Linked DNA regions of Mus musculus: region 1 is linked to region 2. Evidence: chromatin contacts called from public Hi-C data. All regions are on one chromosome and are shown on one strand. Each heading gives the region's core, a stretch centred on a gene start, on an enhancer-like site or on the middle of the called end of the contact. The rest is flanking DNA. Distances are from core to core; before and after follow the strand shown. Region 1 has its middle 7.1 kb from the start of Gm40918. Region 2 overlaps Gm30863 (a long non-coding RNA gene).

Region 1 (4,147 bases), core at 355-2,854, 240 kb after region 2:
TGTGTGTGTGTGTGTGTGTGTGTGTGTGTGTGTGTGTGTGTGTTACATACTTTCAAATAATCAGATCTGAAGTGAGGGGAAGCTAAAGATATGAAAGGGTGTGGTGGGGTGTGCCTTTAATTCCAGCACTTGCAAGGCCAGCCTGGTCTAGTAACAATAGAAACTCTAACAACCAAAGACAACATTCCTCATTTCTCTTTCTCTCTAAGGCTGACAACACTGGTCTGTTTCTTCACATTGGTCTCTTCTAGGTAGCGATTAGTAGATTCATGTAGGGATGTGTGTGTGTGTGTGTGTGTGTGTGTGTGTGTGTCATGTTGTGTTTTAGTTTGCTTTCTACTGCAGTGATAATACCATGACTAAAAGCATCTTGGAGAGGAAAGGACTTATTCAGCTCACCCATGCCAGTCACAGTCCAGCATGAAGTGAAGACAGGGCAGAGACTCATGCCGGAACCTGGAGGGCGATGCTGAGACAGTGGACTTGGAGAAACGCTGCCTACTGGCTAGTTTTCTGAGGCTTATTCTGCTATTTGATAAAACTCAGGATCACTTGCCAGGGGTAGCACCACCCACAGTGGGCTGGGCCCTCCTGAGTCAATAATTCATCAAGAAAATGCCCCACGGGCAAACCTAATGGAAGCAATTCCCTCTTGCTTCCCCTGGCATTGGCATTCCCTCTTTTTAGGTGATTCTGGCTTGTGTCAAGATGTGACAAAAAACAAGCTAACTAACCAGCACACGTATGTATGTATATATGTTTGTGTGTATATATGTGTGTGAGGTGCATGTATACATGTGTGTATATTTGTGTGTTTGCATGTTATGTATATATGAACATGGGAGTGGCTTACTGTTTTTAACATAGACTTTAGTTTTCAGGCATGTTGTACTTTGTCTGACTTCCTTTTAGATCCAGGAACACTCCCGGGCTATACTTCTCATACCTCTTTCTCCATCTATCCTTTAATACTCTGGGGTTGCTTCCGCCTTTCAGCTATCGTGTGCAGTGTGCCTGAGTGTGTGAATGTTCAATGGAAATTATAAGAATCAGTGATCCCTGAGAGTCTAGAAAAATGAAGGAGGTGACCTCTCTCTCTCACTAGTTCTGAGAAATCATTTCTTTTACGGAGTCAGAAATGTAAGAGCAGGAAGTGATTATAAAACCATCATCTCTATTTATTTATAGACCAGGAAGCAGACACCGAGCAACTACACAGGGTAGTTTATAAACTGTGCGGTCTCTTGCACAGAGAGGGGGTGCTGGAAAGGACCCTTCTCCCACGAAAAATTATCTGCATGGCTTATCACACCACATACCTCAAATTCCCTGCAGTAGAAAAAATATATTAATTTAGATGAAGACACTGGCAATACTACCAGGAATCTCCCAGGAAAATATAAATAGCTCTGCAGGAAAGTCACTGCTGACCCACAATCCATTGTCTTGAAAGACTGGTTTTCCACAGAACAAGAAGCTAGAGTAGATGCTGAGGGAACAGAGCTGTACCGGTTTTGGGGGGGGGGGGGCAGGAGATGTGTCGTGTGTAATTCTGAGTGCAGATGCTCCATAGGATATGGCTGCCTCATTCAGGATCCAGGCATCTGGCAGTCACCTGTATCAAATTCGGAGGCTAAAGATGTGAAAGGGTGTGGTGGGGTGTGCCCTTAATTCCAGCACTAGCAAGGCAGAGGCAGATGGATATCTCTGAATTCAAGGCCAGCTTGGTCCATTCTAGGCTAGCTAGAGCTGTATAAGGAGATCTTATCTCAAGAAGGGACAAGAAAGAAAAGAGGCTCAAGAGGTGTGGTGGCACATACCTGTCATCCTAGCATTTGCTCTGCATAGCAAGACTCCATCCTTTGAAGGGGGAGTGGGGCTGGGCGTGCATGCCTTTGAGCCCAGGAGATAGGCAGATCTCTGTGAGTTCAAGGCCAGCCTGGTCTACATAGTAATTTCTAGGGTTACATGTAGACACTCCGTCTCAATAAAGAAGGAGGGGTTGAGAGGAGGGAAAACTTAAGACTCACAAAGTCAACCTAACAGTATATTGTGCTTCATACATGCCTCCCATAAGTGACTTCCTGCTGTGACTCAAGTCTAATTTTGAAGGTTTTTCTCCACCATCTAAGTAAGGCATACTCATGATTTTTTTTTTTTTTAAGCAAAAACTTTCCTTAACAAAGTAAGGAAATCATTTTGTTTCCACAAGTTCAAACTTGCATGCACCTGTGTCCATGGTGGCACTGAAACTGTTCCATCAGTAAAATGCAACTTTCTGGAGCCAAAAAGAAGTCCCTTTTGGCGTAGCACAAACAGTGACAGATTTCTCCGATCAGAAACGAGTCTCCTGCTAAAGCTAATGCTGCCACCATGTTAGCTCGCTCAGTGGCAAGGCTGATCCAGGTGTTTCCACCTCCAGGTCCCCTCGTGGCAGGTTTTCACCTATTTGGGGAACAACAGGAAGTTCTGGAAACAGAGTAAGACCCGACTAAGGGAAGCAATGTGTCTACAAACTGACAACATCCACAATGAACGATAGTATACAATCCCAAAGTCCAAGTAAGACCAGAAACACTCCTGGCTGAGGGATAGCTCACTGGTAGCGTGTACCTCACCAGCAAACTTAGAGCTGACTTCTGCTCCATTCCTGGGGTGAAAGGGGTTGAGGGAAGGGAAGGAAAAGGAAGCAGCACGAAAAAGTAGTTGGGCAATACAACAGGAAATCTACTTTTATGTTTACAGAGAAGTCAAGAAGATATGGGAACTAAGTAATTAAAGCCAGAGATCTGAGTAATTAAGGAGGTTTATAGATATGAGTTATATGTTTATGGAACTAAGAATCACACACTGATGAGAATCCAGAAGAAAATCGGCTTTGCTTCTTATTTGTTGTTTCATATTTTGTTCTGTTTTTTTTTTTTTTTTCAGTTTTTTGAGACAGAGACTCCTGTGTCTCAGCCTAGCCTATTATATAGCCTAGCTCCTAGACCCTAGGACCACTTTGAAATCTTATCCTCCTGCATCTAGTTACCAACTGCTAGGATTGTAGGCATGCACTACTGTGCGGAGCCCTGAAAACAATTCCGTAGGCCCTGCTTATCTAAAGCTTCCACACCCAAAGATCCGATCAACCAAAGATGGAAAGTATCTGGGGGGAGGTGAGAGGCACACACACCTGGAGCAAACACATGTGGACTCTTTTCATTCTTCCTTAAATAGTACCATGCAACAAAGATTTATATAGCCCTTGCATTTACTAGGTAGTTTAAGTCATCTATAAAGTATCTAAAGGAAATGGAAAGATATACATAGATTATATGCAGAGACTATGCCACATTAGTATATAAGCTCTATGGACTTGACTGAATATTCATAGATTTTAGTACTGTGGGGAGGGGGTTGGGAGGTTGGGTCTTGTAATAAATCCTCCTGGAATACAAAGAGTGATGCACTATCTGATAAGCATAATCCAAAGTGACAAAATAAATTGGTAACAATTTATCCTAAACAATAAATCAATAGCTGTAACTCCTAACATTCATCCAGTTCCCTTTGGGGTTGTGCTTAGATTATGTTGCAAGTTAACCAAGTCAACACACCCCAGGAGGCTAGCCTCAAATTGCCTTTAACATCCTCCCCCAGAGGCCTTTAAAACACCGTCTCCCATGACCTAAGAAAACACACCAGACGACGGGCGGTGGTGGCGCACGCCTTTAATCCCAGCACTTGGGAGGCAGAGGCAGGCAGATTTCTGAGTTCTAGGACAGCCTGGTCTACAAAGTGAGTTTCAGGACAGCCAGGGCTATACAGAGAAATCCTGTCTCGAAAAAACAAAACAAGAAAGCACACCAGACATTTGAAGCTAATTAGCCCTCACTGAGAGCCTATCATACAACCTTTTTTTTTTTTTTTAATTAACTAATTTATTTATTTTATGGATACAAGTACACTGTAGCTGTCTTCAGACACACCAGAAGAGGGCATCAGATCCCATTACAGATGTTTGTAAGCCACCGCGTGGTTGCTGGGAATTGAACTCAGGACCTTCAGAAGAGCAGCCAGTGCTCTTAACCGCTGAGCTATCTCTTTTTATAGATCCTACACTGAGCCAATATGCAAAAAAAAAAAAAAAAAAAAAAAAAAA
Region 2 (4,420 bases), core at 1,054-3,553:
GGATGTAGACTCTTAATTAGTGTTAGTATCTGGCAGCATGGAGTGTTCTCTAGGGCCTGAACTTCCGACATGGCAGAAAGAACCTAGCCTTAGCTTCAAGGATGCTTAACCACAAAGGGGCATTCTGACCACCGGAAGACTTGGCTACTGAGATTTATCTGTGCTTTTTCTTGGTGTCGTGTGTCACTCCTTGCTGACAAGGTCTCATAATCCCCAGTACCACTATCTAGTGAGACACAAATATAGGAAAACCACCTCACAAATTACACAGCCACCATTGGGTTTCCCAACCCAGAAATGCTCATTAGAATGGCGGAAACAGAATGGTGAGGGGTAGAGATTTGAGGAGACATTTGAAAAGAACATGGACACCAGAAGGGTGAAGCATAAAGAGAGAGACACTACGGTTGGCCATGGCTTGTTATCTGTAAGACAGACGTAGAGCCTATCAGAGAAACCAGTTTGATTCCATTCCTCTGGTCAGTTTTCTCTTCCCACCATGTGGGTCCCTGGCATCAAACACCCATTCTGTCTCCTTAAGCCATTTCTTTTCCTCTTAAACCGCATTCATCTAATGGGAAAGAGTATAGTATGGCCTTATACATGACTGAGCAGACAATATGCTACATGAAAGCTTGAAACCTAAGTGATCCTTTCTATATATTTGTGTCAGTATTATTCCTACTGCTAAACAGGTTGCCAAGGACTGGACACACACACACACACACACACACACACACACACACACACACACACACAAGTCTGCTCTCTACGTATATTGGTATTATATCTGCGAATTCAGCTGACCTTACGTTGAAAAATATTTTTAAAAAAAATTGTGCATGCACTGAACACGTAGTGACGTTTTATTTGTCATGACTCCTTAAACAATATGACAACTATTCATATTGTGACCGATATTATATGTAACATAGAGATTGTTTAAGTGGAGGAAGAGGAGTGGCGTCTGTGCGAGTACACCATGTTTTAGACATGGTACTTGAGTGCTTATAGATTTTAGTATCCCTGGGACTCATGGAGCCAATCCCCTGTGAATATAGACCGATAACTGTGTTAGCAATAGAGCAAAAAATGAGAGGTGACATTGCTCAATACCCATAAGCTAGGTTAGGGGATGAGTGAACACGTGGGAAGCAGGTAGAAGGGCACTCACTGCTAATGGAGGTAACAGGATTGAGCTGCCACAAAGTGGCAACGTTGGCCAGCTGAGAGCCAAAGACTAGGAGCCATCGGTGGCGTTGCTGGTGAGTCTTGAAGCCAATGACGGAAGGGCGGTGTTGCCACAGTTTGACTGTGTTCCCAGATTCAGGTATTGGAAACCATCCCAGTATGGCCCTGGAAGATGGAGCCTACCTAGTCAGAGGTCTGTAGCTTACTGTTGTCACCATGTGGGAGGGGTAGCTGTCAGGGGAATGAACTTGTTATAGGACAATTCTCTTTTTTTCTAACTTATAGTACTATATAGTACTAGATCTATTATATATCCACACATGGTTTTCTTTTTTTCTTGAGAATTTCATACATGTTTCCAATGTAATATGACCACACCCCCATATCTCTTCTACAAGTCCTCCCAACATTGTTTGTTTTTTTATTTTTGTTTTTGTCTTTTGACAACCCAGTAAGTCCAGTAGTGCACAGGCATGAAGCCATCCACAGGAGCATAGAAAGCCTATGTAGCTAATGGCTACATCCTCAAAAAAAAAAATTCTTCCTCCTTTAGCAGATACTAACTTCTCCTTCGTAAGGGTGGGGCCGGCAGAGTACCTCTTCCCTCCCATCTAACGGCAGAAGTTTGGTTGGTTTGATCTTTGCAGGTAACCCCAGAACAAATGCTACCAGGCTCTGGATAACAGTCTTCTTCAGAATTAAAGGAGTTGGGGCCATGTCCCCCATGTCTCTGACTCCTTCAGGAAGGTCTGCACACCTGGGAGTTATGTCAGTCAGTCGGCCTGTTGAGGGAGAATAGCAATGAAGGACCCAGGTTACAAAATCAGCCCTGCCCTGAACATGCGGAACAGCGGGTCTATTAACATCTGCTGGAGTGGATGAGTGCCAACAAAATAAAAAGGTCTATAGTAGAAAATATGTTCTTCTTAATACACCCAGAGGAAAATGTTGTCTCTGAGGAGGCTGCATTTGTCGCCAGGAACACTGGGGCCACATTGTGTCTAAGCAGCTTCCCACCAGCTGATAAAGACCATGTGTCTGTATGTTTCTCCTTAACAGCTCTCTTCGAGGTCACTGGGCACCAGAAATGGAAACAGAAATGGCAGTTGCTATAACGAAAGCAGGTGGCAGGCTCTGTCCCTGGGGGAGGGGAAGATTTAGGTGGCCTAAGAAGAACAATGCTATGAGCTGCGGGTGCTACTTGGACACATGTGCACGCGCGCGCACACACACACACACACACACACACACGCACACGCACACGCACACGCACATGGATACAGCATTTGAAGCATTCATACTGCTGTCCCGATAACAAATGAGAACTTGTATGATGCTGAATGAAGGTGGTGGCCCTGGGACTGGGGGATGGCTCAGTCTGTAAAGTGATCACTGTACAAGCACCGCGACCTGAGTAAAAGACTTAGCGTGGGAGCACATGCCTCTAACCGCAGTGACAGTGGGAAGACAGGCTTTTATCCCTGAAGCCTGATGGCCAGCCAGCCCAGCTAAATCAGTAAGCTCTGGGTTTAATGAGAGACCATATCTTGTTTGTTTGTTTGTTTGTTTGTTTGTTGAGACAGGGTTTTTCTGTGTATCCCTGGCTGTCCTGGAACTAATTCTGTAGACCAGGCTGGACTCAGAGATCCGCCTGCCTCTGCCTCCCCAGTGCTGGGATAAAGGTGTGTGCTATCACCACCCAGCAAGAAACCCTATCTTTAAAAAATATTCTATATCATATAATATATACCAGATTACATATCTATATCTATATCTATCTATCTATATACACATACATACATATACATGAGGTCTTTTTTTCAATTGTGGAACTTGAACTCAGGACCTTTTATATGCTAATCAAGTATTCTGTACTGTGCTATCTCTCCAGTCCTATATACAGTTTATGTGCACAATATATAAATGTATGTGTATCTCACCCTCCAAGTGAATAAACAATAATTAGTGTATAGTTAGAATATACACAGCACAAGCTGTATGCCAAGTGGAATCTATTATATATAAATGTATATGATATACATATATGTATATAATGTGTCAGTTCATACACTGGTTATTTTCAGGCAAAATGGTCTGATTTAAAGATGATACTATAGGTCAATATCCTGATTTACAACCACTTTGAGCTCCGGCTGACTTTCCCAGGTCTGTGATAAAGCAGCCCTGAAAATCCCCCTCTCTGGCAGCCCCCTCATGCCAGCTTAACCCTAATTGCCTGCAGTAAGTCCAATTAGAGGCAAATCAGATTTCCCCTTCATTTCATCTGATGAGGTACGCTGGCAAGTCTCTGCCACCCTGTCCAGGGTGAGGGGAGATGAAGGCTGCAGAGAGAGAGGAACCAGCCATGTGACCTGGCTGTGTGGGTCACTCTCCGCCTGCTCCTCCTTCTTCCTGCTCTCTCTCTCCTCTAGGATTGAAAAGTCAACTGACTCTTTGTGCTTTTTCTTACTCTGTCTCTCGTTTCAGGGCCTTTCTCTAGTCACACACACACACACACACACACACACACACACACACACACACCGGATGCAGGTCAGTGCCAGCACAGAAGGATGTAGGCTGTTGGCACAGCTAGTATATGACACCAGGACACAGACACCAGGCCTTGGGCTCCACGTGAAAGGCGCCCTGGCCAAAGCCTTCTCTCCCTGCCCCTCAAGGTCACAGTGAGAGATTACGAAAGGATGGAAAAGCACTGCTCAGAAAATGGGCCACAGGGACTTTCCTCCAGCGAGGAAGGAGCTAACAATGTTTGGCCTGGCGCAGGTCAGCTGAACTCTGTAGAGGAAGGAAGCGTGGAGCGAGGGATACCCCCCAAACAAGCTGCCTCAGCTCTGCCCAGCAGAGGTTCTGGGAAAACGGGATAGGGAGGCAGCCGGAAAGCTCTGCTGCTCGGGAGATTCTGGCATTCGAGCATTTGATTTAGAGCGTCTCTCACAAACATTAACTTGTTTCCCCAGAACCAAAAGCTGCTCTGGAACAGTCACGCTTTCTTTCTTTCTTTCTTTCTTTTTTTTCTTGTTATGTAGCCTAGGCTGTCCTCGAACTCTCTCTCCTCCAGTCTCAGTCTCCCAAGTGCTAGGATTACAGGCGTGAGCCACCACGCCCATCTTATTTAGGATCTTGCAAGTGAGACAAACGTTCTAAAACAGGTATTTCCTCAGATGCAAAATCCATAAATAGAACAGGCTGGGGAATCCTCATCTCT

The links. Hi-C and Micro-C count contacts between places; a contact is called where the count stands out from the background.
Region 1: a Hi-C map of Sertoli cells shows a contact between it and region 2, with 2.0 times the contacts expected there. The contact joins two enhancer-like sites. A contact is called at or near these places in 2 of 484 Hi-C or Micro-C datasets (Sertoli cells and bone marrow-derived macrophages), 5 of 115 datasets of contacts at active chromatin or transcription factors (acute myeloid leukemia, cardiomyocytes, embryonic stem cells and 1 more) and 1 of 9 other capture datasets (embryonic stem cells).

The regions. Positions count from the first base shown.
Region 1 is chr13:37,739,752-37,743,898 of GRCm38.p6, forward strand. No RefSeq gene overlaps it. Among named protein-coding and RNA genes, the nearest start is that of Gm40918, 7.1 kb to the left of the region's middle. Within about 2 kb of position 1,605, at least 30 of the 459 cell types and tissues checked have an H3K27ac peak or open chromatin away from gene starts, as enhancers often do. A contact at or near this core is called in Sertoli cells, where this site is marked.
Region 2 is chr13:37,502,353-37,506,772 of GRCm38.p6, forward strand. All of the region lies in intron 2 of Gm30863 (a long non-coding RNA gene), which reads right to left. Among named protein-coding and RNA genes, the nearest start is that of Gm29590, 4.1 kb to the right of the region's middle. Within about 2 kb of position 2,304, at least 25 of the 459 cell types and tissues checked have an H3K27ac peak or open chromatin away from gene starts, as enhancers often do. A contact at or near this core is called in Sertoli cells, where this site is marked.